2 separate regions of the Mus musculus genome follow, and region 2 is linked to region 1. Evidence: chromatin contacts called from public Hi-C data. All regions are on one chromosome and are shown on one strand. The core of a region is the stretch at or near the end of the contact, and the rest is flanking DNA. Distances in the headings are between cores, read along the strand shown. Region 1 has its middle 6.9 kb from the start of Gm33758. Region 2 has its middle 13 kb from the start of Gm33867.

Region 1 (3,094 bases), core at 583-3,082:
TCACACTGAGTGCCAAGTGAAAAGTCTTAGAACATAGAATGTGGAGAAGGGTTATTTTTGGATTAAACTCCATGTTTTCAGTGGCTTTTCTCCCCCTCTGAGGAAAAAAAAAATAAGATTGAGAGGAATTTCGCAAATGCCAAGACCACTTAATAGCAGAATTACAGCTGACGATAAATGCAGCACTCTTAAAGCTTGTCCTTTCTCTGTTATTAACTTTGTTCTTTTGGTTGTGCCAGAGAAAGCACAAGAGATAGAAATTGGCAGAAATATGGATCTGAAGAACAGAAATTCAACTCAAATGAAAATACCGTGAAAGCCTCTAGTTGAAATAAAGTCTTTTGTTTAATAGCATAACTTTCGCCATCAAGAAAAGGTTTATTTGAATCAAAAGTAGAATTTAGGACGGTGTTATCTAATCATTATTAATTCTGCATGCACAGGGGGAATTTTCTATTTCCAAAGTGGTTCACGATCATTAGTTAATCCACTCAGCATGCTTGGTCTAAATTGTTCTATGCACTTAACAGATAAGAAGGGTTGCATCTGATACACAGGCAGCAGGACACACTGAGTGATGGACTGCTAACCCAGAGCAGGGCCTCATCTTAACCACTCACTTGGTTATTTTACTCTGGGCACCAGGCCTCTACCCACAGCATTTTCAGACAAGGACTCCATTTGTTTGAAGAATAAGCACATATGTTACATAAAATCTCCAACAATCGATTGAAGGCTCCAAATATGGATTTTCCCAGTGACTCTTTTTAATATCAAGTAGTCTCTCAGTTTCCCTTGTGAGTAAAGTACTTCTTTTAAAGGGCTAGTCTTTCTATCAACATGGCTATGAAGAGTCAACATTACAGTAAGGATAGATGTAGACTGCCCAGTGCTGTGTTGTCCAGAGGGTCTCAGTGCCTTGGGATCAATGACTTGGTTCCTTGCTTGCCTTCGCTTCCCAGTCTACCTTCCCCTCCCCCTCTATCCTCTTCCCTCTCATCCCTTCTCCATTTTTTTTCTCATTTCTGTTCCTTTTCCTTGCCTGTCATTTAGGCTGTCAACTACCCTCATCTGTGCTCCCATGTGAAGTTTGCCACTTTCACTTTTCCACTTGGAAAGGGGACTCCCGTAGGCACAGTGCTAGCTGTTCCAGTGTGAGTGGCTCAGACAGGAACCAAATGCCAGTGGCCAGCAGGGCGCTCCACATCTTGCTCAAGTTAAAACTGTGCAGATTCCCTTTGTTTTCATTTGTTTGTACCTACTCTAGCCAAACAAATTAATTTGTGGTTCAGATAATATATGCCATATGTTTAATTAGCTGTTACATGAAGTCTAAGGAGGCTGAGCTTTGAAACCGGATGCTACTTTCTTTCTAGTTTCTTGACTTTTAAAACTCACATTTGGGGGTTGTGTTTATCTGTTTGTTTGTTTAATTCTCCTGATAATAAAATTATCTAGTGGTTTCAATCTTTACATTTTTTTCTTTTAATACTAAAGAATTCATTACTTCTGTAAATTTAATTCAGCCCAAGATGCAAAATATACTTATTCAATAAACAGACACTTAAATGAACTAGAATTAAGGAGTTACCTCTTATTTTTCAATTGTATTTAAGTGTTCATAAATTCCTAGTGAATAGTTTGCTTGGTGAGATTTCTATGTCTTGAAAGATATCTTATTTGTCTTTAATATGTTTTGTTGCTGTCAAAAAAAAAATCAGTACTGGAGAAAATTTGATCTACTCCTAGAAACGATGTCTTCTGAAATGCCTCCACAGAGGACATGATGAGTCACTATGGCGTCAGGAGAAGACATGACGAAGCCCAGGCTTCTCTGATGGTGCCAGTGCTTGCCTCTGCAGTGAGAAAGCATTCAGGTTACATGGAGTGATAATCTGGCTGGAGGAAGGGAGCCGGCTAAGTCTGCCTGGAATGTCTGGCTGCCGGTTGGCAGACGGAGCCCTTTTTTCACCTTGAATCTGCCAGGCTAAGGATGCTTTCATGGTAATTTTCCGATGTCTTCCTTGATCAGTAGACTGCAGCATTTTATCATTCTGCAGATTTTGTTTTCTTCATGGGCTATTACGTCCACTGAACTGCACTTAACATCTATTAGCTTAGGTCTCCAGAAGATCAAAGTCCCTCTGTAGCTGATTATTCTGCTCTTTGCAATTTGTGTCTCTCCCTCGCCCTGCCCCTCCCCACCAATCCAGGGGCCTTGCACGTTTAGAGATTAGCTTTCAGTGGCTTCTCCTAAACAATTTATAGACATAAAAGCATCATAAAGAGGACTCCGTGCCTCTAGAAAGAAAACAAGACTGAAAAAAAAAGTGAAGAGAGCAACGGAGATTCTGTAATGTTTCTGTCTCAATATGAATCTTTTAAAACTCATGCTTCACTATATGTTTTGAAGTGGGATGCGTGAGGGAGACAGGAAGAAGTGCAGTTCCCATAGAGATCCATTCCTTTCCCTAAAGCACTCACTGTGTTGCTTCCTTTTCTTGCAAAGCCGATCCTGTCTCCCACATTTTAGCTGACCCCATTTGCATTGCTTTTCGGGGGAACCTGGTCACAGTGCCAGTGTCCCCTTCTTCTTAAGGGGCACTGCTAACCTTAATGACTGGCTTCTGGTGGAGGATTGGTTTTCATTTCATTCTGAGTCCTTAGTAACTAACAATCGTCCTCTAAATTTGCTCCCAAGGCTGTGATGGACCAAAGATGCTGTCAGAGTTTGATCCTGTCTCAACAGCAGACCAGACCCTGTCCTGACAGGGCTTTTGCACCAGCCCTATAAGGAATACTTTTAGAGACTGTATAAGAGGCCCACTGTAGTCTGTCAGCACTTGTGAAAAGTGTGCTTGTGAGTTGAGACAGACATTAGAAACTCAAACTAAAGCTAACAACTGAAAACAAACGAACAAACAAAATATGCTGAAGTTTAGGAAGATTTCGATCTGGAAGGACTATTGAAATAAAGGCCTGGGACCTTTACCCCCAACCTCGAAAGATATATCCAAGGAACTATTTACAGTATAATGACTCCAAGAACCCATAGCAAGAAGAAGGAGGAAATGGAGGAAGGACAGGAGGAAGG
Region 2 (2,979 bases), core at 52-2,551, 130 kb after region 1:
TCCAAGGGAGTGAGAATGATGGAAGACAGAGATGTAAACACAAGGATGAGTAGAAATACAGTCTTCCATCTGAATGTACAGGCTCTGCCCCACCAAGCAGTGTTCATCTGGACATTCTATCCTGAACAATAAATACAACTATGTTCATGATATGTATAATATATTAGGTATTACAAAGTAACCCAGAAATCATTTAAAGCATGTGGGTGAGTGGGTGGATATGAGATATGAATAGTCCTATGATATTTTACGTTAGAGACTTGAGCATCCATGGGTCCCAATGCCCTCATGGAGTCATGAAACCAATCCCCTACCCCAAGAGACACCTGGAATCCTGTTTAGGAATAGTAGGATACACTCATCAGTGGCAAAGATGTTCATGACCTAACAAGCATGCTCAAAGTTCAGAGTGGCTGTCACCTGCTGCAGAGTCATTTAGATGCAAGACAAGAAATGAGCAATGGCCAAGGCAGTTCCCATGGGATGTCTGTTGCATGTCCATCTTGGCCATAACAGCTCAGGAGGCTTCTGGACTGCCAACCTCAAACTAGGATCCACCAACAGTTTTGCTATTCTTCTTTAGGTTGGGGGATTAGTTCTATTCTGACTGTGGATATTAATACTTATGTCTCAGAATGTCAGGTAAGTTGATGGCTTTGTTACCAGAAGATAAGAGAATAGCCTAGCCCTGTCCCCTCACCATCAGCAGACTTGTGTGGACAGCCACAAGGATTTGGTTCCTGGTATAACTTATCAGGTCAGGAACTGAGATTTCTCTCTAAGCATTTAATCTCTGTGAGACCAAGCACACTATTCAAAGAAATGTCCCCTCTGAGCCATCCTTTGCCACTAAAGCAGAAAAGGTTTTATTTATTTATTTATTTATTTATTTATTTATTTATTTACTTATTTATTTACTTATTTACTTATCTATCTATCTATCTATATATCTATCTATCTATATATCTATCTATCTATCTTTGCAAGCTACATTCTTACCAGCTTGTCCATCAGAGGATATTTATTTGTTCATTAATTTCTTTTATGAACATTGTACACGTTACACAGTACAGTACCTCCTGATCATTTATAGGCCAGATTTATACCCCGTGACTTGATGGAAGGCACAGTGCAGGATAGCAACTGTCCCTTTCTCTGTGTAAGCAGCCACGGCACGATGTGCAGCATGAGGAGTCTCCTTTTAGACACTGCAATTATCACTTGTCTTATTTATGCATCTCTCTTAACATTGTGTTCCCTTTACAAATACTTTTATTTAAAATGGCACGCAAGGAAACAGTTCAGCATGTCTGAAGTTTGGGGGCTGGGGAAGAGAAAGAAGAAGTAAGCCTCGGACAATTCCATCCGTTAAAAACCACAGTCCACCAAAAAAAAAAAAAAATAATAAAGTTAAATTAGCATTATATTTCCTAATGTCTTGGTACCGTTGTTAGTGCTTACTGTTTCCTAAAGAATATTCAAAAGGTATTTTTTCCAGTAGACCAATTCCTTTTAGGCACACCCTGGAAATGCCTTGCTTATTTTAAATAGGCCCATTATGCTCTCAGACACCTACATAACTAGCAAGTCCAGCCTTAATAAAGTGACTGGGCTGTATGCTTTCCTTGCTCTGTCATTTATTTTGTCTTCTCCAACTCTCCTTTCAAACAATTCACAGTTACCAAAAGATTTATTAAATTCCTCACCCAAGTTTCCCGGAGTAAATGCAAACTGAAATTCTGCCTCTAGCAGAGCAAGAAGCAGTGACTCAAAAGCTGTAGAATTCCTTCTCTTAATTCTTAAATGTTTCCCTTCCTCCGACTCTTTCTGGAGAGATAGGTGAGAAAAGCAATTGCCCCCACTGCTTAAAACATCCCAACTCTGAAACTCAGTCCGTCCCTGTAATTTCAAATCCCAACCCAGTTGCCAGTGCCTGGATTCCAGGCTCTGGGTCTGAGTTCAGAGCTTAAAAATCAGTCACTCTGAATGGCATTTCAGCCAAATGGAAATCGTTTCTTCTTTGGGGGTGGGGATGGGGAGAAAGCTTTCCTGATTTTAGGCTACAGCCTCAGAAGACTGAACAGTCTCAGAAATGAAGCTAGGATGTAGGAGAGAAATTAAAGGAGGTATAATTTTCTCCCGATGTGGTTGGAAGAAGTCAGTGCCCTTCACTGCTTAAGAGAACAAGGCACTTCTGTACCCTGGAAGATTTCTCCAACAGTCCCTAGTTCTGGGTTAAAGGCTTGTGACAGTTTGAATATTAAAGGGTCTCTTGGGTTAGGTAGAAAAGAAGAAAAACCTCCTTTGGGCTCCCCAGCCCCAACTTAAAACTGTCCTTCAAATGATCAAATTGTTTTCAACATCAGGTGGCTTCATGAGCTTCACCTATTATGACTCCAAGGGAGTTATAGCCTCTCTCAGAGTTCGGTGGTTGTTGTAAGTGAGGGCAGTGCTGGAGCCCAAGGCATAGCCAGACATCATCCCACAGCATCTTTGACTCCCCAAGGACAACTTTCAGTCCCAGACCTTGCAAATAAAGGGACCACATTAAAACCCTAAAGAAAAGTGGGAAAGAGCGGCTTTCTCTGGAGCCTTTAGTAACAAGAAGGAACTTAGCACATTTTATAACTCATAAACTTCATCACTATTTACATGATCTCCCACTGCATACTGTTCATTCCATTCCATTCCTTCCTGGGAATCAAAGTAACACAGATCTCTGTGCTCTCATCTTCTGGGTTCCCTAAGCTGCCTTCATCCCATCTATTGACCGGCCTCTATGAAAGGTGACATAGAGAAACACTGTGCCAAGCATTGTTTAGTCTACCTCTGTGTCTTTACAAAGCCAATAGGCCATATATTTATTAAAATCTGCCTGATAGCCTGAAATTGTTTTATCTATATACAGCCATTGATTTGTGTACCTTGAACATGAATTTCTCAGTTCTAAGTTACACTGATGCTGGTAGGTAAAGTGGA

Evidence for each region. Hi-C and Micro-C count contacts between places; a contact is called where the count stands out from the background.
Region 2: a contact with region 1 is called in a Hi-C map of cortical neurons, with 2.6 times the contacts expected there. The contact joins two enhancer-like sites. A contact is called at or near these places in 8 of 484 Hi-C or Micro-C datasets (bone marrow-derived macrophages, cerebral cortex, cortical neurons and 5 more) and 3 of 115 datasets of contacts at active chromatin or transcription factors (fibro-adipogenic progenitors, heart atrium and neural progenitor cells).

What each region holds. Positions count from the first base shown.
Region 1 is chr3:143,595,294-143,598,387 of GRCm38.p6, forward strand. No RefSeq gene overlaps it. Among named protein-coding and RNA genes, the nearest start is that of Gm33758, 6.9 kb to the right of the region's middle. Within about 2 kb of position 1,833, at least 31 of the 459 cell types and tissues checked have an H3K27ac peak or open chromatin away from gene starts, as enhancers often do. A contact at or near this core is called in cortical neurons, where this site is marked.
Region 2 is chr3:143,728,525-143,731,503 of GRCm38.p6, forward strand. No RefSeq gene overlaps it. Among named protein-coding and RNA genes, the nearest start is that of Gm33867, 13 kb to the right of the region's middle. Within about 2 kb of position 1,302, at least 8 of the 459 cell types and tissues checked have an H3K27ac peak or open chromatin away from gene starts, as enhancers often do. A contact at or near this core is called in cortical neurons, where this site is marked.